Linked DNA regions of Mus musculus: region 2 is linked to region 1. The links are chromatin contacts, called in public HiChIP or PLAC-seq maps. All regions are on one chromosome and are shown on one strand. Each heading gives the region's core, a stretch centred on a gene start, on an enhancer-like site or on the middle of the called end of the contact. The rest is flanking DNA. Distances are from core to core; before and after follow the strand shown. Region 1 holds the start of Trp53inp1 (transformation related protein 53 inducible nuclear protein 1). Region 2 holds the start of Rbm12b2 (RNA binding motif protein 12 B2).

Region 1 (5,703 bases), core at 2,189-4,688:
TAATGATGTTTTTGGTAGTTAACATAAGTACTGAAAATTTAAGCATCCACATAAGATAGTGCTGTTGTGTTTTTAAAAAAAAAATCCTAGGGGCTGAAGAGATAGTTAAGCAGTTAAGAGTGTTTGCTTTCCTGCAAAAGGTCTAGAGTTTGATGCCCATCCCCACGGGTGGTTCACAACTGCCTCTAACTCCAGCTCCAAAGGATCTCATGCCCTCTTCTGGCCTCTGCAAGTACCTACATGCATGTTCTCTCATCTATCTAGTCTCTCTGTACATGTGTGTGGGGGGGGGGAGATAAAAATTAAACATCTTTTAAAACTCATCCTAAACTTGAATACCCTGTCCTTCCACAGATGACCCAGAAAATGACCCTTCTAATAGCCACTATTCCTTTTGGCACCTCCCCAGAGATGGTAGCTCCAAGAGGGGAGCAGGTTCTTTGTAGAAACCAAGAGGAGCAGCAAGGCTTCAGAGTTTGCCCATATGGTCATTGATCATCTACCCAAGAAGTGTTACCCATTACTGTTTGCTTGCTTTAAAATATCTCTATTGGGCTGGAGAGATGGCTCAGCCGTTAAAGGCTAGGCTCACAACCAAAAATATAAAATATCTATCCTGCATTACAAAAATACATGCTATCTTCTTTTTAATCTCCAAGATGAACAAAAGTAAGTCATAATAAGTTGAGAACATGAAGATGAATTGATTCTGTTCTACCACTCTGTCTAATCATTGTTAGCATCTGGCCCATTTTCCTTTGTTCTTTGTTTTTTGGTTTTCTTATAGGCATAATTTTTTAAAAGTCATACCTAAAATTTAACATTTTATCTTGTTTATCACATATGAGTAAAATATTTTGTGGACAGAGAAAGTAGCTGAGTTTACTTGTGGGTAAAACATTCTCCTTTGAGAACTTACAGTGGAGTGATTACTTTGTAAGATCTTGCTGGTATGCCTTTCTTGGTTTGGTTTTTGTTTTTGTTTTGAGACAGTTTCTCTGTGTAGCTTTAGCTGTCCTGGAAGTCACTCTGTAGATCAGACTGGCCACAAACTCCTGAGAGATCTGCCTGCCTTTTTAGTGCTGGGATTAAAAGCATGGGCCACCACCACCCAGCAGGCACTTTTCTCAGTTTTGAGATACATACCCAGGGAAAGATGGTGTGGACTTAACTGTTGATTTTGGAAACTTGGTCCTTCTACCACATGTGGGAATTAGTTATATATTTTTTTCTTTGAAGGATATATATGTGTGTGTGTGTGTGTGTGTGTGTGTGTGTGTGTGTACATATATATATATATATACATATATATGTACATATACATATATCTCAGAATGCTTATGGTTTGTGATAGGCAGTTGAGAGATTTATTTCTCTGACCTGTGATGAGGAAACTGAGCTCCAGAATGAAGTGAAAATAACTTGCCCAACAGCAAGTGAGCTGGTGTCTTGAGGCAGCAGTAGGGCAGGAATCCTTTCAACCTGGTGCCTTCCTTGCTTTTCCCTGCACATGACCTCAGGCTCCTTCCAGCCTGATTCTAAAAACTTCAGAGACTAGCACTTTTCAGTGGCTTTGGCTGCCAGCAGGAGGCTCCAAAAACATCTTTTAAAATTAAAAACAACAACAAAAGCACCCACAACTTTGATGAATGCAGTTTTGAAATACCAGCTGGCTAAACATACTGATGAAAAGCAACCTTAAAACGATTACTTGTGGGGCTGGAAAGCTGGCTCAGTGGTTAAGAGTGCCGACTGCTCTTCTGAAAGTCCTGAGTTCAAATCCCAGCAACCACATGGTGGCTCACAACCATCCATAATGAGATCTGATGCCCACTTCTGGTGCATCTGAAGACAGCTACAGTGTACTTGGATATAATAATAAATAAATTAAAACAAAACAAACAAACAAAAATGATTTCTTATGGGCCAGAAAGATAACTCAACATGGCAACGTGTATGGTGGCAAGCCTGATGGCTTGAGTGTGATCCCCAGAATATACATGGTGGAAGAAGAGAACCTAGCAGTTCAAAAAAACAAAGATGCTAATAAAAAGGTTTGTTCTTTTAGTCAGAAACAAGGGATGGCCTTGAACTGATTCTCCCACTGCCACCTGTTTAGTACTTGGTGGCATGGGCCACCTTTGATTCAAGTAATTTAAAAATCAATTTTGAACTACAAAAATACCAAGCCAAAAGAGTTGCCTGTGCTCCTTACACCTCTGTCTATTTAGCTAATTTACAAGGACTTACCACATCCTGTTCAGAAGTCTGAAAACAGTGAACAGAGAGCGGTTAGGTTGGTAATTCACTGCTTTGTTAACCTTAACTTTTGAAAGCAGTCGTTTCCATGAGAAATACACTAGGGAGCAGAAAGGAGTAAAAGACAAGATGAAAAACAAAAGAGACACTGGTCACAAAAATTAGTAGGCCATGGTTTCCAGCAAGGACTTTGAAAATTATAGTGGCTGAGGCTTGTACAAGCTGCCTAGTGTTTTCACACCTTACAATCACCACCAAAGATGTGATTTTTAAGATCTTGGGGGCATAGCCGGGCGTGGTGGTGCACGCCTTTAATCCCAGCACTTGGGAGGCAGAAGCAGGCAGATTTCTGAGTTCGAGGCCAGCCTGGTGTACAAAGTGAGTTCCAGGACAACCAGGGCTATACAGAGAAACCCTGTCTCGAATAAAACCAAAGGGGGGGGGGGGGGAGAAAGATCTTGGGGCATTTGTAATGATGTCGGTCCGAAGACCCAAGCTCAAAACTACTCAGCATTCTGAAAGAGCTCTTTCAGCCAGGAACTCCTTTAGTCTTTAAGGAGTTAACAGGTGGAAAGGGGTTCCCCGTTAATCTGCTCTGAACTTTTACACGGAGTAAACACACCGTGAAAGTGGAAGCAAAATGAAGGAATTGCACGTGAAATCCCTCTGCAAATAGTAAACACCGCTTCCTTTTAGTTAGCTGTGTGGCCTTAAAATTACTTTCTGTGCCTCCAAGTTTCCTCCGCTTAAATAAGCAATGTTGGGGCCTCGCAGGGCGGTCGCGACTGAAACGAAGTATTTAGAACCCACAGCAGTCTCTAGCACACCCCAAGTGCCAGCGACCAAACTGATGAGGACGGAAGCGACGGGAAGTGCTCTCCCCACAGGTGCAGGCTCGGTGATGCGCGAGGTCAGGAGGGGTCGGGCGGGTCTCCGGGTAACGGAGCAGGTTTCCCGTCACCCGCAGGTTCTCGGTGTCGCCGTGCTCGTCACGGCAGGGAGAGAGTCCGGCATGAAAGCCAGAGAGCGGGCAACCAACCGCCGCCCTCCCGCCTGTGTAGCCCGCACTTACGTGAGCCGAGCAGAGCTGCGGGTGCTGAGGTAGCTGCGGCAGGCCGGGCTCCTGCGCTGCGGTCGCTGCCCTGGCCGCCGCCGGCCCGTCCGGGTCCTTTTGTTGTTGTGCAGCTCTGGGAACAGCTGATCGGCTTCCCAGCCCCGCCCCGAGCCGCGCCAGCCGCAGGCCGACCAATCGGCTGCGCGGGGGCCTCCGGGGCCGCCCTGCGAGAGGTTGTCACTAACGCACGTGACCTGGCACTGGGCCGGCGGCGCGCCCGGGGCAGAAACAAGCCCGGGCAACAAAGCGGGAGCCGGAGAACACTCCGGGTGAGCGGGAGGAGGGGGAAGAACAGCGGCCCGGGACTGGCCGTGGTGGGAGCCGGCGGGACCGAGAGGAGAAGAGCCCGACCCCCGGAGCCGCTTCGGCTGAGTGAGGAGCCCAGAGTGTGGGTACAAGGCACTCAGCCCCCTTTTGCTGAGGGGCTGGTTAGGGATAGTAGTTGCTCCTCTGGTCAGTGTGGAGAGAAACCAATAGTCGCGATGCTGAAGGCAACCCACCGCTGGACATTGTTTTAAAAGAAGTCAGGGCCCCAAATACATGGGATGCCTGTGTCCCACTCATTCCTCACCCCTTAGACAGTAAGCCGGGGCCTAGTCTGCCTTATGAACTTGAACAGGAAGCTCTCAGGTCTTGCCCCCCAAGAGTCTGCTCTAGAAAGACAAAAGTCGGGCAGAGGAGGCCAGAACTCGGCCTAAAGGGCCTTAACTTCCGAAAAGAGGAACCCCGAGTGAAGAATTACCTCTGTTTCTTCCCAGGGGTCTGCATCTAAAGCCTTATAAGAACTGAGGAGGTTATGACCTTTTTTACAAAATGTAAACATTCACAGGACGCCTAGGTCCTCACCAGCTATTTATAGTGAGAAGAAAATGAGACACTACATTTATAAAGAGAGTCTAATCCAAAGCTCTACTGCACATACATTGGGGGATTAACTAGGAGTGACAGGAGTCATGTTGGTCCTGTCAGTTATATGGATTCTGTGGGGCTGAGATGTAATCTTCTGGCCTTGGTAGTCTCAAGAGACTCCTAGGTCTCGGATAGACCATCGAGTCACAGCCTGTTTGTCACCTAAGAAAACATCATCGGAAAACACAGATATTTACAATTCACAGTAGCAAATTATACTTATGAAATAGTAACAAAAACAGTTTTTATATTTGGGTCACCACAACATGAGAACTGTATTAAAGGGTCACAGCATTAACAAGGTTGAGAACCGCTGGGCTATACAGATGTGCGGACAAAGAAACAGGTTATAGATAAAGATGACAAATATCTGGCTTCTTCCTCGTCCTCTTGACATGAGACAAAGACCTTGTTTGTGTGCTTTTTCTCCTGTCAGCAGGGGTTCTCTTCTTGGTGATTGGTCCAGGCTAGTCCTGGACATGTTTTCCTGAAACTGTGGGCCCATCAGCTCCCTGTTGTTTAATTTACCAACCCCAAATTAGGAGAGGGGAACCCATTCCAGACCACAAAAAAACACTTAAAACACCGAGCCTTCCAGGGGAGAAATGGGTTTTGATCTCCAAGACCCTCTGCTCTCTGCAGGGAGTCAGAGAATTGGTCTGACACTCAGGTAATGATCAGTATGTGTTGATCATTTGACCATACATGCTTCAAGGGTGATCTGTGCTCAGTCTGGATTTTAGATTTTGGCAAATCAAATATTTTCTGTCAAATATTATTGCTATGTTAGGAGCCCTACCATCTGTTGTTTCCCTTTAAGAATCAATCCATCTAGAGGCCACTGTGTCCCTGGGGGTTTGGGGTGGAGGAGGGAAGGAACCCATCTAGAGGTCATCTTCCCATTTAGAACCAAAATTTATTAACAATTATAAAAGTCTAGTTTTTTTCTTAAAAAAAAAAAAAAAAACTTACCTCGTGCAGCTTAATAAGTTTGTTATTCCTAAAGGCAAAAGTGTGAAAGCAGCCGGGCAGTGGTGGTGCATGCCTTTAATCCCAGCACTTGGGAGGCAGAAGCAGGTGAATTTCTGAATTCGAGGCCAGCCTGGTCTACAGAGTGTGTTCCAGGACAGCCAGGGCTACACAGAGAAACCCTGTCTCGAAAAAACCAAGGGGGGGGGGGGCTGTGAAAGCAGTACCTTGTTATGACAGAAACAACCTGAGGTAAATGATGCTTCCAGAGACAGCCACCATAGGCCTCCATCATGAAATATAATCCTCTACCCCATACCCATGCACCCTGAATCTGGGCTAGCTCTGTTGGTGCTTTGACCACACAGTGTACCAGTAATGGACTTATACTTTTGAGCATGAAGAGAATCTGGCAGTGTCTGCTTTGTAGTCTAGTAGAAGACAACCACAAG
Region 2 (5,703 bases), core at 1,346-3,845, 930 kb before region 1:
TTGAACAAAGCAACAATTCAAAATACTATAGTAAGAAAACTACCAAAGTTCCAAAACTATCAATATTATACAATAAATCCAAACCAATGGCTACCATATGGATCCAAATTTTAGTTCTGCATACTACCAATACAGAAATAAATGTCATTATGTTGTAATTAAGGAAAATACTATACCTTCCCTAAAGAAAAACTTAAAATATTCAATGTCACTCATTTCATACACTTACTACTAGACTTACTACTAGACTACTAAAATTTATCTCAGGCATACACAAAAACACACACTGTACCAACTTTGAGTTCAACTCTACCAACAGACACTTTAAAAAAAACTATCCTGCACACTTACATTATGAAAGCCTTACTAATAATATAGAAAAGTAAATATATAGACTTACTAGTTTTGAATATTGGAATTGCCAATATCTATTATTTAAAAAAAAAACCAACTCAGCTTCATATTGTCTAGGAAAACTTACTAGTAGCACTTTCACAGACAACCAAACAATATTTACCAAGTATCTTTTTAAAGTTGAAAAATAAATCATTGTAACTACTATTAGTTTACAAATAAAAATTGATCTTCAAGTTTGAAAAGCTGTCTTTAACAAACAGGTGGGGAGGGTCTACAGATTAAATGCTTAATCCAAAAGTTAATCAGTAAAATAATGGAACTACACTGTATGTAGCACACTACATATGGAAATTATTGAGCTTTGTTATTAAAATCTTTGCAGTACAAAATATAAAGCATACAAACACTAGATCCAAACAAACGAAAAGAAACCTGTAAGTTTGATTTCAACAAGTCAATATTCACAACCTTCAAAGAAAACTAAAAACGGCTCCTTGAAACCTGTCCACATCCAAATTCTAAGACTCCTAGGGAAACTGACTTGGCTGATTTCAACTTGTCTGTCTTTAAACTTTTTCAAATCCAAAAAGAGCGATATACCCCGAGGATAAGAATTCGGCTACAAATACATAAATTCTGAGAGAGTCAAGGAAAAAAGCACATACCAATTTAAAGTTGCCTCTCACAACACATCCTGACTTAATAATCACCTTTTCTGTTTGTCTTAACTAAAATCTTCTTCATTAAGCAGTTTCACAGGCACGAAGTGATTCAATTCCAATCCAACGGACCATAAGTTTGTTCTAATTTGTCAAATAAAAGCTAATGTTTAAACTTTCATGTCCTTGCCATAGCAGGGTAAGGTATCATTCGCCCACAATCAGGACCGTCTAAGAGAACATCTCAGAGACTCAAAGTATACACTATTTCCTTACAATCTCCAGAAAGTCTACTGACACATCAGCCTGCTCCAAAGTCAAAGCACAAATTATCCTGTCCTAGTTTTGGATGCCATTGCACAAATATCGAACAACACAATAACCCTGTTGTTTAGTGATGCCACTGCTGTCAGGCCTCTATTGAACTGCTACGAAAAGGGAGGGGATCCTTGAAATTTCATTTAATGATAAACATAAGTTAATCAACGTTGCTAATTTTACCAAGCCATCCTTCCATTTAGATCACCTTAAATAAATGATCTTATGTGTGCATCTTTTAATCATGATGCAGAGGACATCAGTAGGCTGGACTTAAGAGCTGATTTTAACGAACATAGCCATTTTCCAGACCTGGCAAGAGAGACAAGTTTTACTATGTGCCTCCAACGTTCTTACTACCCAGTATCAAGAACCATTAAAATCCTAAATAAGAATTTTCCTTGCAGAAAATCTACCTCAGTCCACAAATATCCTCTGATAAGATCTGCCTTTTATGATGTAGATGTTTAAAATAAAAAGGCGTCATGACCACATAGGGCCATAGTTCCGGGTCAGGAACCGTTAAGTGAAGACGATTCCACAGGACACACGCTTCCCCCGTTATCCATCATCATCGATGGGGAAATCCTCCGGAGACTGCGATTCGACTTAGTCCACGCTCCGAGCCAACGATCAGAGTTTCCTTCTTTTAGCGCCAGGCCAACATCCTAGGTCGGATCTGATACTGCCCCCAGACTCGGTGCCCGACGGCTTTCAGATTAACCAGGACCGCCCAACCCGCGTTCCTTTGCGCTCCGCGGTCCTGAGGGCAAACGCACCACCCCAGCTCGCCCGAGGGGACTGGCTCCCAACCTCACCGCGCCGCTCTGCGCACCTCCAGCCCGAGAAAACCGGCCTTTCCCGCGCCGCTACCAACGTGGACATGGCAAAGAAAAGAAATACCTAGGCGCTGCTCCGAGATTTTCGCTGTCAAGATCCCAGGAAGCTCACTCGCCGCCACACGGAGGCTGACAGGAGGAAGTCGGGGGTCAGCGAGCGCCGCCCTAACCGCACCAGCCGCGCTCGCCCCCCGCCCAGCACGCCCGTGCTTCCGGCTCTCACCCCCTCCCTTGCCCCATGCCCGGCATCCTGAGAAGTGCTTCGCACCGGGCAGTCACCACACACCACACAAACGGAGAAGGGACGCTCCTCGACGCCGCAGTCTCCGCACGGCCTACCAGGCCCAACACGGCCGGAAGAAAATGGAGACCACACTCCCCTCCGGTCCGGACAAACCGATGCACCGTCTCTCTGCTCATGCGCAATCCAGGCCCAACCAGCCACCCCTTGGCGCTCTGAACGCGCGTGCGCAGACGTACTGCTTCGGTTACAGTGATTGGCGGGTGTGAGTGAGGAAGGCTGTTCTCTGCAGTGTAGTATGGTTTTGTGCATGCTCTATTTCTAGGCAATCTGTGAGCCCCTGACCCACCCCTGAAAACTTCCACTGGGGGGCGGGGATGTGAGGCAATTGTAAAATATACAAATCAAAAAGGTTTCTTTTTTTTCTTTTCATCATAATGAACCGCTTTGGAAGTGGAAAGCTGCAGAGTTTTCCATCCTCTCCTGTGATTTCTGTTAAACCTGAGAAAAACAGGGCAGTTGCATAGGCAGATAAAAGCAAGCTGTATTTACAACAGGCCTTCGGGCTGCCTTACCTAAAGTATGTATTACAGAAAGCATCCCTTCAACCTTTTATTACTGTGCTGTTAGGTGTATGTGACAATTCCCAACAATCACACTATGTGGCAGTTCTCCAGTCGGGGGTTTATTGGGATGGGAAATAGAGTTATCCTCTGGGAGAGGGAGGAGAACCAGGGACAGGGGAGAAAGGGAGAATGAGGCTTTTATTAGGCATTGTTGCGCTAACAGTCTGCAAGGCTGTGCACTTTAATAGGCAATATTCATGTATATCCAAATTTGGTTCTCAAACCAAGTGAGATGAGGTGTATATGTAGGGTGCTTTATGCACAATACAGAGAAAGTATGAAATCAAGATTCAGTAGGCAAGGTTTCTCCTAGACTTTTGTCATAAAGGTATTATATATAAAATCAATGAGGGTTTCTGTTTGTATTGCTTTGCTAAAACTCAAACTCAGGACTTGAAACAATCCCTACCCTTAGTGTTTTTTAAATAATGTAAAAACAAAGCCGGGCATGGTGGTGCACGCCTTTAATCCCAGCACTGTAGAGGCAGAGGCAGGCGGGATTTCTGAGTTCGTGGCTAGCCTGGCCTACAAAGTGAGTTCCAGGACAGCCAGGACTATACAGAGAAACCCTGTCTCGAAAATCAGAACAAAACAAACAAAAAAAGTAAAAACATAGGGCACCTCCTTTGTTGTCAAAATTAATCCCCTGGGTAAACTGTCATGTAGGTGTGATTGCCACTTTCATGAAACACTTTTAAGTGCTAAAACCATATATTTTCCATTGCTGTAGTAGTATTTCCTGACACGGTAAATTGACTGCGTCCCAGAGTTTTAAATACATTTTAAATAACCGCCCCTAATTTATTTAGCATATGTCTGATCCATTGTTTCCCGCGTGCGTGGTAACCTAGCAACCAGGCGTCGCAAGGTTGAGTTTTTTTTTTTTTTTTTTTTTTTTTTTCTGAACCCTGTTGTCCAATCAGCTCAGCGGACTCACCGAGGAGGCTGCTGGGGAGCTGGAGACTGCGGACCCAGGATATGGGTACCATGGTGACGCGTACAAGGCCTGTGGCGGCCATGGCGGTCAGATCTCGTTCTTCATCCCGGACTGGCACCGCCTACCTTCTCTTAGTTCTCTGCGAAGTCTCATGGGCACAAATCTTCTCCTTCCCTTTCCGGCGGCCTGAGACCTGCGACTTCAACCAGTACTTTGACATCTCGGCGCTCTCCTGTGCCCCCTGTGGCGCCAACCAGCGGCGGGATGCACTAGGTGAGGCGGTTTGGGGGTGGATGGACTCTGACCAAAATAAAGCACTCCTGACAGCCAGCACTCCAGACATTTTATTTGGAGAATGTTTCAGAAAATGCACAGCTATCAAACCTAAGAAAGGGTTTCCTGGGAGGATACGGCTGACACAATGAGATCAGTCACCCAGGCGCCACCACCCTACCCTCCTCCAGGAACTCATTCCCCGGAGTCAGTCTCTGGCAGGGAATCCTTAGGATGGCACCTGAAAGCCGCCTAAGAAAAGTAGAATAGAAATAGAAAAGAAATAACCTGAGGCGTCTAGTGAGGTACCCTGACAGGAAAGCAAGGGAAGAAATGTGAATTAGTAAACTCTTGTGACCATTAATTCTACTTCCAAATTCAAGATATTTAAAGCTGTTTGCAACTGTGACTATAATCAGATTTTGTAAGCAAAGGAAACTGAAACCGAGATGTTGTGACATCTGTGTGACATATACTGGAAACTAAGAGAACTCTTGTCTCTTCCTCACTTTCTTTTTTGTTTTTTGTTTTGTTTTGTTTTTCGACACAGGGTTTCTCTGTGTAGCCCTGGCTGTCCTGGAACTCTCACTTTGTAGGCCAGGCTGGCCTCGAACTCAGAAATCCGCCTGCCTCTGCCTCCTGAGTGCTGGGATTAAAGGCGTGGGCCAGGACACCTGGCTTCCCTCACTTTCTACCTCTGCATTCCCAGCGCGTGGCTTTGCATCTGTGGTTACATATTCCCTTAGGACCTGTCCCTTTTATTGTTGATGACTTCTGTTTGCTCACATTGTCCTTTTAGACTTAATTGCATCGATTGGTCTAGTTCTCCCTTAACTACTCAGAATGAGTCTTTTCCTATTTACTGAAGTCTAAAATGCTGTGAATCTCAGACTGGTTAACTCTCCTGCTTTAGGCCTGGTAGAGTCTCACTTAAGGCAGTGCGGATCACTGTGTCAGAAGATGGAGTGTGAAGAGCAAACGTGTTCTGCATTGTATTGCTTTCATGACAATGAATGAAGACGTGTGTGTTGTACATAGACTCCTACAGGTGCTGGCTCTACTTAGTCCTTAGAGAATTCTTTCTTTAACTAGCTGAGTCTACTTGTAATTACAAACAACATTTATTTTCTTTCTAGAGAAAGAGTATTTGAATGAAAGCAATTTTCCAATAAGATATTGACAAAATTAAAACTCACTAAACACACATACATATGGTTTAGTGATGCAGAAATGTAATTCCTAGAGCAAGTAAGTAGTTTTCATAGTTCAATAATAATTGCAGTTTAAAAAGTAGCAACATGATGCCAGACATATTTCTAAACTTTGACCCTATTAGGTAGGTCCTGTTTTTTTCTCCATTTTACTAAACAAGAAGCCGAAGTATAGAATTCATTAACCCACTCAGTGTTTGCATGTATACGCACAGACCCATAGACACATATACATGCACAGA

What was found. HiChIP or PLAC-seq counts read pairs in DNA pulled down with a chosen protein or histone mark.
Region 2: an H3K27ac HiChIP or PLAC-seq map of microglia shows a contact between it and region 1, with 8 times the contacts expected there. The contact joins the promoter of Rbm12b2 here to the promoter of Trp53inp1 in region 1. A contact is called at or near these places in 2 of 115 datasets of contacts at active chromatin or transcription factors (memory CD8 T cells and microglia) and 1 of 9 other capture datasets (adipose tissue).

The regions. Positions count from the first base shown.
Region 1 is chr4:11,154,176-11,159,878 of GRCm38.p6, reverse strand. It overlaps Trp53inp1 (transformation related protein 53 inducible nuclear protein 1), which reads right to left and starts at 3,438. Exons shown (of 4, transcript NM_021897.4): 1 at 3,332-3,438.
Region 2 is chr4:12,086,262-12,091,964 of GRCm38.p6, reverse strand. It overlaps Rbm12b2 (RNA binding motif protein 12 B2), which reads right to left and starts at 2,595. Exons shown (of 4, transcript NM_198957.2): 1 at 2,442-2,595; 2 at 2,238-2,302. Tmem67 (transmembrane protein 67) reads left to right here and starts at 4,008. Exons shown (of 28, transcript NM_177861.5): 1 at 4,008-4,250. The coding sequence starts at 4,028.